Regions from separate parts of the Zea mays genome. Here region 2 is linked to region 1. A link is a contact called in public Hi-C data. All regions are on one chromosome and are shown on one strand. Each heading gives the region's core, a stretch centred on a gene start, on an enhancer-like site or on the middle of the called end of the contact. The rest is flanking DNA. Distances are from core to core; before and after follow the strand shown.

Evidence for each region. Hi-C and Micro-C count contacts between places; a contact is called where the count stands out from the background.
Region 2: a contact with region 1 is called in a Hi-C map of tassel, with 2.6 times the contacts expected there. The contact joins the promoter of LOC103653169 here to the promoter of LOC103653165 in region 1. A contact is called at or near these places in 5 of 25 Hi-C or Micro-C datasets (ear, leaf, leaf mesophyll and 1 more).

What each region holds. Positions count from the first base shown.
Region 1 is chr4:42,231,275-42,237,864 of Zm-B73-REFERENCE-NAM-5.0, reverse strand. LOC103653165 (ferredoxin) reads left to right here and starts at 2,183. Exons shown (of 1, transcript XM_008680127.4): 1 at 2,183-2,973. The coding sequence starts at 2,343. The coding sequence ends at 2,810.
Region 2 is chr4:42,411,201-42,417,904 of Zm-B73-REFERENCE-NAM-5.0, reverse strand. It overlaps LOC103653169 (1-phosphatidylinositol-3-phosphate 5-kinase FAB1A), which reads right to left and starts at 4,120. Exons shown (of 12, transcript XM_008680130.3): 1 at 3,512-4,120; 2 at 3,248-3,341; 3 at 2,025-2,729; 4 at 1,776-1,920; 5 at 1,318-1,665; 6 at 237-1,163; 7 at 1-104. The coding sequence starts at 3,291.

The DNA.
Region 1 (6,590 bases), core at 934-3,433:
TGACGCGCGGGGGAGTTAATGTGAATGACCTGTGATGTCGTCTCTTGTCGGCGCTCAGTGGGTGCACTACCCGAGCCAATGGTTGCTCATGATGGCGCTGTCTATGAGCAATCATGTATTTTAGGAATTGACTTACATTATTAGAAAAAATATCGTTAATCATGAAGAAATAATTAAGGATAGGGCACTGATTTGGAGGTGTATTATATTTTGGTTAAACAAATTGCCATGTATTCTTTTTATAAAAATTTGTAAACAGGACGGTGTTAGACCTATTTTTATGAGTTGATCCAAACATTAATTTAAGACACTGTTGAAGATCCTCTAATATTAATCTATACTATACTTAAAGCACCAGTTTCAACGGTCGTCCCTCATCATTTTTTACAAATAACCCCTCACAACTATTTCAAATTAACCCGATGCATGTCTATAGATGATCAAACGGTGGCCCAGCACGGGCCAGATGCCCGCGGGCCACAACTCTGGCCCAGGCACGTCATGCCGACCTGCTGACTGTGTCGGGCCAGCCTGTCGGCCCATCGCCCACGGGCCACAACTATGGTCCAGGCACGTCATGCCGACTTGCTGACTGTGCCAGGTCAGCCCGTTAGTCTGTCGGCCCATTTAATTAAACCAACGTAAAATGTTAAAAAATAGTGCAAGAGGTGGGGTTTGAACCCATGCCTTGTGATGGAAGAAGGGCGAGAGACACTAGCTGCCTGTTTGGTTGGCTTCTCCCCGTAGCCCGGCTGCATGAGCTAGGCCAGCGGGAGCCTGGCTCCAGAGATGCGACCAATTTTCTCGTGTCTGTAGAGCCTGGTCTAGGGTGATTTAAGTATCGTGCGAGTCTGTCTTCACATCTGCACGCAGGTAACCAAACACATACTTCGCATGCGTAGAGCCTGGTTGACAACAACCAAACACCAGCTCATTGTATCCCGCTATGCAAACACCAGCAAATATAGGCAACCAAACACATGGTAGGTGAAGCCGTCTAACCAGTAGAACATCATGCTCAAATGTTTTTAATATTAAATATAAATTATATATATACATTTTTGTAGAATAAAAAAAATAAATCGTGTCGAGCCGGACCAGCACTACGGGCTAATCGCTCACTTCATTCCTCGTGTTGTACCAAGACATATTGGATGGAGTAAACAATAACATCAGTTAGCCAAATCAAAAAAAAATTATACGGAGAGCGGAGACAATCAATAAAAAATCTTGAAATTTTTTTGATAGATAATTTACATAGATATTGTTGTAAGCCGTTGCAACGCACGGGCAACCGACTAGTTCTAATGAAAAAAACACAAAACAAAAGGCAACCAATATCTACGGAAAGGTAATTATATCGTTGTTACATTATTAACGGTAAAGTATATTTTTATAACAACTTGTTTAGAGATATTCTAAAAAATGTTTTTGATGTAAAAGTAGTACTGTTTTCGAAACTGAGGCCCAGGAAAAAAAAGTGTATTGAACAGGTGCGGCGGAACACAGCAACATATGGTTCGACGGCCGGCTGGAGACCATTTCATCAAAAAGTAAAAAACCGTGTCGGTTGTGTTGTGTGGTGCGTGGTCTGTCGGAGCATTCTTCACGTCTCGCACCAAGGACTTTTTCGATCTAATAATAATAGATAAATCGGTTGCTAATGATGTCTCAAGTCACCATTGATCGTCTCTCTCTCGTCCCAGCTAGCTATAGGCACTATCTGTTTATTTATCTATCTATCGGAGGAAAGAGGTAGATAGTGAAAAAGTCAAGAACATGCTTCGTATTTTCGTAATCGCATCGTCATTTTCTCCGCGTGGACGGATTCAACTATGGAGAAGGAGAGGGACGCCGATAGATGGCAACGGGCCAACGGCATGCATGCATATGCATGGCCCTCATGTTCACACTGACATACTGGGCTGGGCTGGGTATGCACACATCGCAACAAGTGCCAAATAAAGTCCATAAACAAAAAGACAAGAGAGAGAGAGGCCAGCCCGAATCGACGTACTACTGTAGTAAAGGATGGGCCAGTTGTGTGGTCCGCGCGCGCGCATGCATGCATCCTCCACACGCTCGTCAACACGTGCGTACGTTGGGTGGCTGGCAGCGACGATGAGCAACCTGTGATCCTCATCGCGCCTCCTCCGCAGATAACCCGACCACGCGTGGCACCCCAGCGTCGCCCATAAATCGCCGGCAGCTAGCCGCGTCGTCCATGGTTCCCTAGCCAACTATAGCTGCTAATAGCTGTAGCTGTACTTGTGTAGCCGAGAGACTCCATTATATTATATTGCTCGATCTCTCCATCTGAACGTACACACAGTCCAACACACATGGCCGCCGCCGCCGCCGCCCTGGTGAGCAGCAACAGCCTCCGCGCCCCGGCGGCCTTCTCCGTCGTCGTCCGCGCGGCCTCCCGGCCGGCGCCTGTCGTCGCAGTAGTGACGCCGCTGCCCGCGGCCAAGGCGGCCGCCGCCCGCGGCGCCAGGCTGCGCGCGCAGGCCACCCACAACGTCAAGCTCATCACGCCGGACGGGGAGGTACAGCTCAAGATGCCCGGCGACGTCTACATCCTGGACCATGCCGAGGAACGAGGGTTGGACCTGCCCTACTCCTGCCGCGCCGGCGCCTGCTCCTCCTGCGTCGGCAAGATCGTCTCCGGCTCCGTCAACCAGTTCGACCAGAGCTTCCTCGACGACGACCAGGTCGCCGAGGGCTTTGTGCTCACCTGCATCGCCTACCCCACCTCGGACCTCGTCATCCAGACGCACAAGGAGGATGCACTCGTCGAGTCGTACTAGTATAGTCAGCAATTAATGCACCACGTACGCACGCTCTCCTTGCATTGCATGCATGTAATAATAATAATAACGACGCCGCCATGTAATAATAACTAACTATACATGGTCCTCATGCGTATGCATACCAGATGTATGAGAGCAGTATAACAACATGCCGACTAAATACTGAAGTGGATGAGAGGGAAGAAGAGACAAAAGAAGCTGAGCTATAAACTTTCAACGTCGGCCCCGAGGGGGTCGAGCTTGCCCAGGCTCAAAAACAGCCCACCCGTCGACCAGAGACAATAAGGAACGACTTACGCGACACATACACGCTGACCGAGGAAATCAGAGAGAAATACAAAAATGAGGAGTCAGGACGGAAACCAAAGACGAGAAAAACAAGAAGACCCAACGTACCGAGAGGAGTGCCAGGTAGAAATGTCACCCCGGGTTCTAGGGGTCCAGGAACTAGATTATCTAGCTACTTAAAATTAATTAAATATTAATAAATTAAAACATGTGCATAATTAAAACAATATTATTACTATGTACGCAAAAACTAATATGAACCTAACACCACTTGAACAGATTAAAACAAATTATTTGACATATAAGAGATCACATTTTTAATAAATTAATAAGGCTGCACAGAAATAAATGACATGACGCGATCTGATTGGTTAGATCAGTTTGTTAAAGATGAGAAAGGTTTGTTTATAAAGATGATATGACCCAACTGCTGCCAACTTATCATGATTGTACCTACTATTAATTCGTCATGCATATCAATAATATTGCATGTAAAAGGTCTATGGTGGTGGTTAATCTATTATTTGGAAAGCGTCAAAACTATCACGCGGGAAAGACCCATAATTTACCACCAACTTACCTTCCAACCAAGCCCTTTAATCCTACGCTGCTGCTGGACATCATGATTTTTTTAGATTGATGATGAACTAGAGATCACATCGATGAACCAAAAGCGCGTTGACGAAGCTCTATTTTCCGCCGCTCCCTCGTCGAAGGGTGCTCTCGGCAATGGTTTGATGGAGGAAGGAGCGTCACGGGCGGCTCGAATATATAGTCCTAGATGACTCAGGGAACATGCAGGGCTCAGCTGGGTCCTAGACCAATAGCTGGGATCAAGTCCTGATTGTTATAGGGTGTTGATTCAATTTCAAGTAGGAAACGTCAAGTAGGAAGCGGCAAGCGAGAAAATTCTAGAGCTTAGACTGTGTTCAGCGGTTACCCCTAAATTTCTCTCCGTATATCCCACTCACGTGCCATGTCAGCATTCTCTTCCCCTATATCTCCACCCTGTACAGCGGTTCCCCCTAAATCCTTCCCCTATACCCCAGTATAATCATAAAATACCATTTTCCATACCTATTCACCATCTATTATTAATTTTTTCCCAACTAATAAATACTTCTATGCACAGAAACCGAGGCAAGGGGGGCGGTTGTGGTACCTCTTCATCTAGCGTGCACAACAACCACCCGCTACCACTGTAGCAGCGGTGGGGGGCACCGATGAAGAGGAAGAGGGAGTACTGGCGCCGTCACAGTGAGGGAAGAGGCCACCGTTGAAGCCAGTCTTAGCCCCACCTGGCGGCTGCCGGCACCAACGAGCGCAAGAGCTTAGAGTAGATAGGCCGAGGGCAGCATGCATGAGCTCAATTCTGTTTAAGGGTGTCAGGGACCATAATTAGGGGTACCCCCAAGACTCCTAAACTCGGCTGGTAATCACCATCAGCACAAGCTGCAAAAGCCTGATGGACGCAATTCAGGTCAAGGCTCCGTCCACTCAAGGGACACGATCTCGCCTCGCTCGAGCCCAGCCTCGGGCAGGAACAGTAGACCCAGGCGGATTCACGCCTCGCCCGAGGGCCTCCTCAAGCAACGGGCGCACCTTCGACTCGCCCGAGGCCCAGCTCGGGCAGGCTTCGCAGTGAAGCAACCTTGGCCAGATCGCCTCGCCAACCGACCGTATCACAGGAGCATTCAATGCAAGGATCGCCTGACACCTTATCCTGACGCGCGCTCCTCAGTCGGCAGAGCCGAAGTGACCGCAGTCACTTCGCCCCTCCAATGACTGACCTGACAGGAAAACAACGCCGCCTGCCCTGCTCTGACTGCTGTGCCACCCGCAAGGGTGAGGCTGACTGAAAGGGAAATGTGCCCTTGGGCCATTTCTATGTATTTTGGTGATTGAGTGCCAACACATGTGCTTAATTGGGAATTTATGTACATGGATGAACAAGGTGAAAATCATGAAGTAAAGGTATGTTTCTAAGCCTTAGTACATTGGTTTAAGTACTAATATATTTGTCTAAGTGTTAGAAACAGAAAGAAGAAGAATAGAGAAAAGGAGAAGGGACTTGGCTGTGTGCTGCCAAGACCCAGCTCGGTCTGGAGCACCGGACTGTCCGGTGTGCACCGGACAGTGTCCGGTGCGCCAGGCTGGCGCGACTCGAACTGGCCGCTCTCGGGAAATTGGCCGGCGGCGTACGGCTAAAATTCACCGGACTGTCCGGTGTGCACCGGACTGTCCGGTGAGCCAACGGTCGGCCAGGGCCAACGGTCGGCCGCGCAATCCGCGCGGGACACGTGGCCGAGCCAACGGTCGGAAGACGGCACCGGACTGTCCGGTGTGCACCGGACATGTCCGGTGCGCCAATAGCGCCAGATCTGTCAACGGTCTGCAACGGTCGTCTTCGCCGTTTAAGGAAACAAATCGGGCACCGGACAGTGTCCGGTGTGCACCGGACTGTCCGGTGCCCCCGACGACAGAAGGCAAGGATGGCCTTCCGGATTTGCTCTCAACGGCTCCTAGCTGCCTTGGGGCTATAAAAGGAGCCCCTAGGCGCATGGAGGAGACACACAAGCAACCTTTGAGCATTCTTGATCATCCACACTAAGTCTGTGCGCATTCGTTTGTGTTTCTAAGTGATTCGAGCTCTGTTCTAAGTGAGAACTCTGAGATAGTCTTGTGAGCTCGATTCTTGGCCGTGTGTGTGCGCTTTTGCTGTGGATTTGTGTGTGTTGCTTCCCTCCCTTACTCTGTGTTTCATTTGTGATCATATACTTGTAAGGGCAAGAGACTCCAATTTGTGGAGATTCCTTGCAAACGGGATAGTGAAAGGAAAACAAAACACCGTGGTATTCAAGTGGGTCTTTGGACCACTTGAGAGGGGTTGATTGCAACCCTCGTCCGTTGGGACGCCACAACGTGGAGTAGGCAAGCGTTGGTCTTGGCCGAACCACGGGATAAAACCACTGTGTCACTCTGTGCTTGATTGGATTCTTGTGGTTATTGTGTTTTGACTCCTCTCTAGCCACTTGGCATAAACTGTGCTAACACCTAATCAAGTTTTGTGGCTATAAGTTTGAAGTTTTTACAGGATCACCTATTCACCCCCCCCCCTCTAGGTGCTCTCACTGACAGCAGCCGAGTCCAGCCTCAGGCGCCATAGGAAGCTCCGCCTTGCCCGACCCCGGGGCTCGGCCCCCGCCTCGACCTCGGAAGACGGCCTCCGCCTCGCCCGACCCTAGGGCTCGGCCCCCGCCTAGACCTCGGAAGACGGTCTCCGCCTCGCCCGACCCCAGGGCTCGGCCCCCGCCTCGACCTCGGAAGACGGTCTCCGCCTCGCCCGACCCAGGGCTCGGCCTCAACCTCGACCTCGGAAAACAGTCTCCGCCTCGCCCGACCCCAGGGCTCGGCCTCCGCCTCGACCTCGGAAGACGGTCTCCGCCTCGCCCGACCCCAGGGCTCAGCCTCAACCTCGACCTCAGAGGA
Region 2 (6,704 bases), core at 2,871-5,370, 180 kb before region 1:
TGGGGCACCAGATGTTTCACTAGAACGGTCAAATTTCCATTGCGGTGCGTGTAAGAGTACATGTGCGACTCTGGAGGCTCTCCACATGAGGAGCAACTCAGTTTCTGCTAGGAAAACATTAAAAGCTGAGCCTTCAGCAACCAAATCACGTTGTATTACAATTTACAAACACAAAACATAGATGTTTCATCACGTAAATGAGCATAAAACACTAAAAGGTTATGAAGTAGTGTCACCTGATTCTGCAGAATATCTTGCAAATATCTGCCCAAGGACACATCAAAACTCCCGTAGTATTTTATACGGGTTAAATGACTTTGCTCACAGATAACCTGCTTTTCCGGGCACTGGCTAGACATCAAAATCAGTATGCTGTGAGAATCAAGTGCATCATCAGCTTGATCATCATCGACATATTTCTCTTTGATAATGATACTTGTACTATGTGCCCCATTGTCTCCCATAACAGACGATTCTGCATCTTTATCATTTGCAGAAGAACCTCTTGGCATTATTGCTTGAGCAATTTCTTGTTTCTGGGCATCATTTATGGAATCTCCATTTTCAATTGAAACCACAGACTCTTCTATCTCTGGCCTATGGAAACCATTAATAACAGTTTCTTGACTTGATTCAGCCCTGACTTCCTTACTAATATCATTTGCCTCTTGCAATGATGTAACAGGTAAGTAAATATTCTGGTGACGTAACATGTCAGTGAACAGTTTTCTTAGTGGCCCTTGGACTAGTGATGTTAACCTCTCAGCATTATTGGGCCTGATACTTGTACCTTGTTCAAGGTCATTTGCAGAGCTGCTGGATACTGAACTGAATGCATCCCCATTTTCTGGATATGTCAAAGGTTTGTTCACATCAGCATAGCTATTAGAAGTGGCATGGAATAGTCTAAGTGCTGGAGGGTCACCATGTGAAGGAAAGCTAGGGATAGCACCACTAAGAGCAGCAACATCATAAGCAGTTGGTGATGCCCCTTCTGTAGCAGTAACAGAAATTTCTTTGGGGGTACTTTTATCATTTAGAAAAACCCTTTGATCTTCAAAGAAAGATGTTTCAAGGATCAAGTGATATGCTGCAAAGACCGTAAAATGCATTACTTGTTTGACTTTCTTCAATTCTTCACTGTTTGCTCCTTTTAGCAGTATCTGAAAAAGAAAGAAAACAACTATAACTGTAAACATTAATCCAAAAAGTATGGAATGCAAATCAGTTTGGGATTTGCTACTTATTCAATGAAATGGTATTAGTGTGCAAGGAATAGACTATATACATCATATAATGAGCGTGGCCTATGCATACCGTGCAACCGAGTGGACGTGGAAAGCCTTCCAAGAACATTAATGTTTTAGATGGCATCTTTCCACCCTCACTGGCGTTGTTGTGCTCCTCGATAAATTTTTCGATATGAAAGTAGTCACATTGCTTCAGCTTTGGTTTATCCAAAACTTCTGAAAACGAAATTATGGGAGAGCCTGTACAGCGTGCAATTCTTTGTAGCCGGTTGAGTTTCATATCGAGAATTAGAGTGACACCTTCTTTCAGAAGAAGTTCTTGAATGTTTCGTGAAACAGTTTTCTCGACCAGAACAACATTGGGACTGCATATCTCCATCATTTTACCAATAGCTCTCTCCAACAGGTCCTTTTCCTGATTGTTAGAGGCATAGAAAATAGAAGGTATTATTCCTCCATGAAAAGAACAGAAGACGAGGTTTATTATTTGCGTACAGCGTACGTATATAATATGTAGTATCTAACCTGATCCATTGAACTAAATGATGACAAACCAATATCAGAATGCCCAAGAACTCCTTTGAGAAGTAGAAGCCTAGGATTGTGGCAATTTGTCGGCATGTGCTTATGAGCAGTGTTCTTCTTGAAGACTAACCCCTTGATCACCTCACTGCAACCAAACCAAGATTGCCATAGGTGAATGATATAGTTTGAAACAGAAACAGAAATCCTATCTGTTGAGGAGAAACAGTTGAAGAAGAATTGTTGCTTCACCTTTGCCGGCGAGTACCAGATGCTACGCATTTGACTTTGATGTAAGAGCCAGGGTCCATTTCCTTTCCCATGCTACCATCAGGTTTGATAAGTAGTGCTGCTTCCCATGACAGGGAGGTGACAATATCAAGCCAGCTATCGCTACCCTCTTCGTTGGAAGATGGAATGCCAGCAGATGCGAGAAACCGACTGACAAGTACCTTCAGCTGGCCATTCATAGCTTCTAGCATTGCCTTTTCTCGTTCCTCCCTATGATTGCTAGTGTCGGCGTCATGCTGCTTACCAGGGGATGGGAAACTTGACTGGCCCCACTTTATACCATCACTATAATCGTCATCGTCGTCGTCATAAGCAATGCTCGTAGCAAAACTCTGGGCCTCATCCTCCTTATCTGCCGCTTGAGGTGGTATCCAGATGGTATCATTATTCATAAATGAGATCTCTGTATTACTGCTTCTGCCACTGGTACTCTCGGCCCCATCAGAATCATCACCGGACTTGATGGAGCGATCATCAACAGAAGATGTAGATGGATGGCGGCTGATAGCACCATGTTTGTGGCCTGAAGCACTGGAGGGAACATTGTCATCTGTGGACAGATGATTTATATGCTTATTATCTGTATCTGCAGCCTGGCTCTGCTCGAGATGATCCGCACCATGGGGAGTGCGATGGTAACCATTATCTTCCGGTGCATTCTCCCTGCTGTGTTGGGCAAAAGGAAAACGATTAGGATGGAGGCCTCCATACATATCTATGTGCTTTACACTGAATTGCCAATCAAAAACTAAAGCAGTACAGGTTTAGCTAGTTGTTGGCAGGCAAAGAAACAAAAAGATCTGTATTCAGTGTTAGTGTGTTACCAGCGTATAGGGTGTCGGTCAGTGAATAATTTGACTTAGATTCAAGCTGTGCAACGCTGGTCTGGTTTTCAGGAAAAGGGACTAAATGCTTAAGAGACACAGATGCTGTATAAAAACATTGATGGTAGAAACCAAAAAAAAAAACCCGCTAAGGTAGGGAAGAGTATTCTGCAAGAGGTCCAGTAACGCGAATGGTACACCTGGACCTGATTGAGGAGGTGAGGAAAGCTAAACATGGAAGCAAGCGAAGTCATAATAGAGTAACTCGGTTAAGTAGATGGATTGGTTGCAACCCCTGAGCCAAGCCAGAGGAGGCTGCGGATTGATTAAGCTTAACGCAAGAGAAGAGGATCGAAATACCTGGTTGCGTGGTGGTGGCGCTGACCCGACATGTCGGAGCACATTGCCTGCGGCAAAGGCAGGCGGCAGCTTGTCACATGCCCTTGCGGTTGCTCTGGAAATGGTGGGTTACGTACGGTGGGTCAATCAATCAAATCAAAGAGAGAGAAAACAAATTAGTAGTAGGCATAATAATACGCTTGTAAATTACTACTCCTATTCTCCTAACTTGTAGGAATTGGAGAACTCAGATCCGTTACATCCGTATGCACAAAGGAAGGGAACCTTGTGGGTGTTCGTCGCCGGCGAAGGACCTACACCTGGGCACCTCCTGGCGTAGGGAGGGCGGCGGTCGTCCGGTTGCGCTTGGCGGCAGGAGCTAGCGGTTGCGCGCGCGGGGTGAAGGGTAGTTGCCAATCGGAATCGAGTGGATTGGATAATTTGGATGAGGAGCGAGGGCGGCCGCACCCCGCCGAGCGGTCCGATGGATCTCTCTGCTCCTCCTTCGGTGCCCCGAGACGGCGGAGGGAGGCAGCAGCGTCTAGTGGTTGGTGTCCGGTGCGGCGCTAGAGTCCTGTTGCTCAACGGCGCTGGAATCCACCCAACGGGCGGCGGAATCTCTCCGGTAGGCGGTAGCGTGCGCGGGGGCTACGTCCGCGCCGATTGGAGCGAGAAGAAAGAAGAGACGAGATGAGAATCCAAGGCAAGCCAAGTCTAGTCTAGTCTAGGAAAGAGAAGAGGAGGGAAGCGAAGGCGAGCAAGGAAGACGACGGACGGCAGGTGAGGAACGCTCCTCCCTCTCCTCTTGCTCATGGTCGCCGCTGGGCCCACCTGCCCCGGCTGTGGTGGGGCCCGCGCACAACTATCTTCTTTTTTCTCCTTTTTAAATTAATTAACTGTGAAACCACTGAAACGTGCATATAATCATGATAACAATAATATAATAAAGTATTAAATTCTTCTGTATATTTATTCGTTATATAAAATTTATTTACAATACGAATTATATATGGTGATGCTAGTAATAAATATTACTAATACATTACTTCCTCCGTTTTTTTCACGATTTAGTTTAAAAATAAATTAATAAACGACAAATATTTAAGGATAGATGTTATAATATTGATTCCTTTTGTTTAAAATATACTAACTACTTTTGGTGTATCAATTTCGATAATTAGTTGGTTGGTTGTGTGACGCCATCGCGCCAAAATCGAATAATCCGACCCTTGTTATTCGGTGTTATAATAAATGAAAACCAAACCAAATATTAGCGCTCTTTTTGGAAGCTAGAAATTTCATCAATTCACACTTCAAGTTTTTAATCACTTTGGATGTGTTTGTTTCAGATAATAATATACCGCGTGGGTAATTCATATTTTTTATTAGAGTTATATGCATGAGCAACTTTTAAAACTTGTTGAACAATGTCGTTTAGGTTCACGAACTTTAGAAATACATTTTAGGGTATCGAGATAAACTCCAGTCGGGTGGTGGAGTGCACTTCAGGAACGAATTTAGGATGGTTTGTCACGGTTAGGCGACCCCGATAAAATTTATAAAATCTTTAGCAAAACTGAAAGGAAAATACGGTCAAACCTTTTCCTAAATAATTTTGGTGGTTGAAATGCCCAACACAAATAATTGGACTAACTAGTTTGCTCTAGACTATGTAGTCTACAGGTGCCAAAGGTTCAACACAAACCAATAAAAAGATCAAATTTAGGGTTCAAAAGAAAGGAGCAAAAGAAACCGAAGAGAACCTGGTCTGGCGCACCGGACTGACCGGTGTGCCACCGGACAGTGTCCGGTGCACCAGGGGTGATCGACTCCAACTCTTCACCTTCGAGTTTCTGAGGCCGCACTCCGCTATAATTCACCGGACTGTCTGGTGTGCCACCAGACTGTCTGGTGTGCCGGCGGAGCAACGGCTAGCTAGCGCAACGGTCGGCTGCAACGGTCGGCTGCGACGTGAACAGTGCGCGGACAGTTCGCGCAGAGTCAGAGCAATCGCCAGAAGGCGCACCGGACAGTGAATAGTGCTTGTCCGGTGTAGAACCGGACTGTCCGGTGCCCCAAGATGTCAGAGCTCCAACGGTCGAAATCGTCATGTTGGGGTCGTGCTTCGGTGCGCCGAAGGTCTCACACGAAGAAGCAGCTTCGGCTGAAGTCGTCTCCAAGAGATGGCCGAAGGTCCCTTTTCATGGAGCTTCGGCGTTTTAAACCGACATAGAGATAGAATGACCTTTTTATACATATAGGTCTGAGTCAATGCTGTAAACTTTCGCAAGGGGCATAATTGTAATTTGTCACAGGCTGCGACCTGTGCCTATAAATAGATGAACAGTACCTCTGTACTGTTCACGTGAACCTGTCATTTGCTTTCACATCACGCTTGTACTTTTGCCTTCCGCAGGACCGAAGGTACATTTGTAAATCAAAGTCATTTATATTCATTAATACAAGTAGAGATAATTCTATGACAATATTTAAATGTTTATTTCATATTCTATGATTTATGTGAATGCTTCATTCTTCGTTGTTATGCTTACGAAGGTATGTTCTTCGTAACCTTCGTCCGAGATGCTTTATATCCCGAAGGGATATATCGTTATGGAGGACGAAGGATTTTAACACTTAACATTTTTTGTGTTGCCTTGTTCTTAATTCTTAGCATTTGAGAACAAGTCCCCAACATTGGCGCCCACCTCCGGTCAACTCACTTCCACCTTTCTGAGCTGATGGCTTCGTTCAACACTCAAGCTGGAGCTGCTTCGGCTTCGAAGCTGATGCTCCCGATAACAGGCGGTTCTTGCTCAGAGCCAGCTAACAAAAAGCAGAAGAAGGAGGCTCAGAGAAGGGTGCAGCATGTTGGAGTGCAGGGACCCTTTATTAAGTCAAAATGGTCTCACATTCCAATTACCTTCTCTCAGGAAGATCTTCAGCTCAAGGACTATCCTCACAATGATGCTATGGTCATTTCTTGTGTGATCAAAGGGTTTCTGGTTCACAATGTCCTAGTTGACACAGGCAGTGCAGCTGACATTATATTTGCCAAAGCCTTCAGACAGATGCAAGAGCCTGAAGACAAGATTCATGATGCTACGCACCCTCTTTGTGGCTTCGGAGGGCGGCAGATTGTGGCACTCGGGAAGATTACCATGCCGGTAACCTTCGGATTTGTTAATAACACAAGGACTGAGCAAATTGTGTTTGATATTGTTGACATGGAATACCCCTACAACGCCATCATTGGTCGTGGTACCCTAAATGCTTTTGAAGCAATTCTTCACCCAGCTTATCTCTGCATGAAGATACCTTCGGACCAAGGGCCTATTGCTATTCATGGGAGTCAGGAAGCTGCCAGAAGGGCCGAAGGAAGCTGGACTGATTCCAAGGCAATCCATAATATAGATGGAGTTGAAGCTTGTGAACAGTACAAGTTCAGGAGGGAAAAAGCAGCTTCGGCTGATCAGCC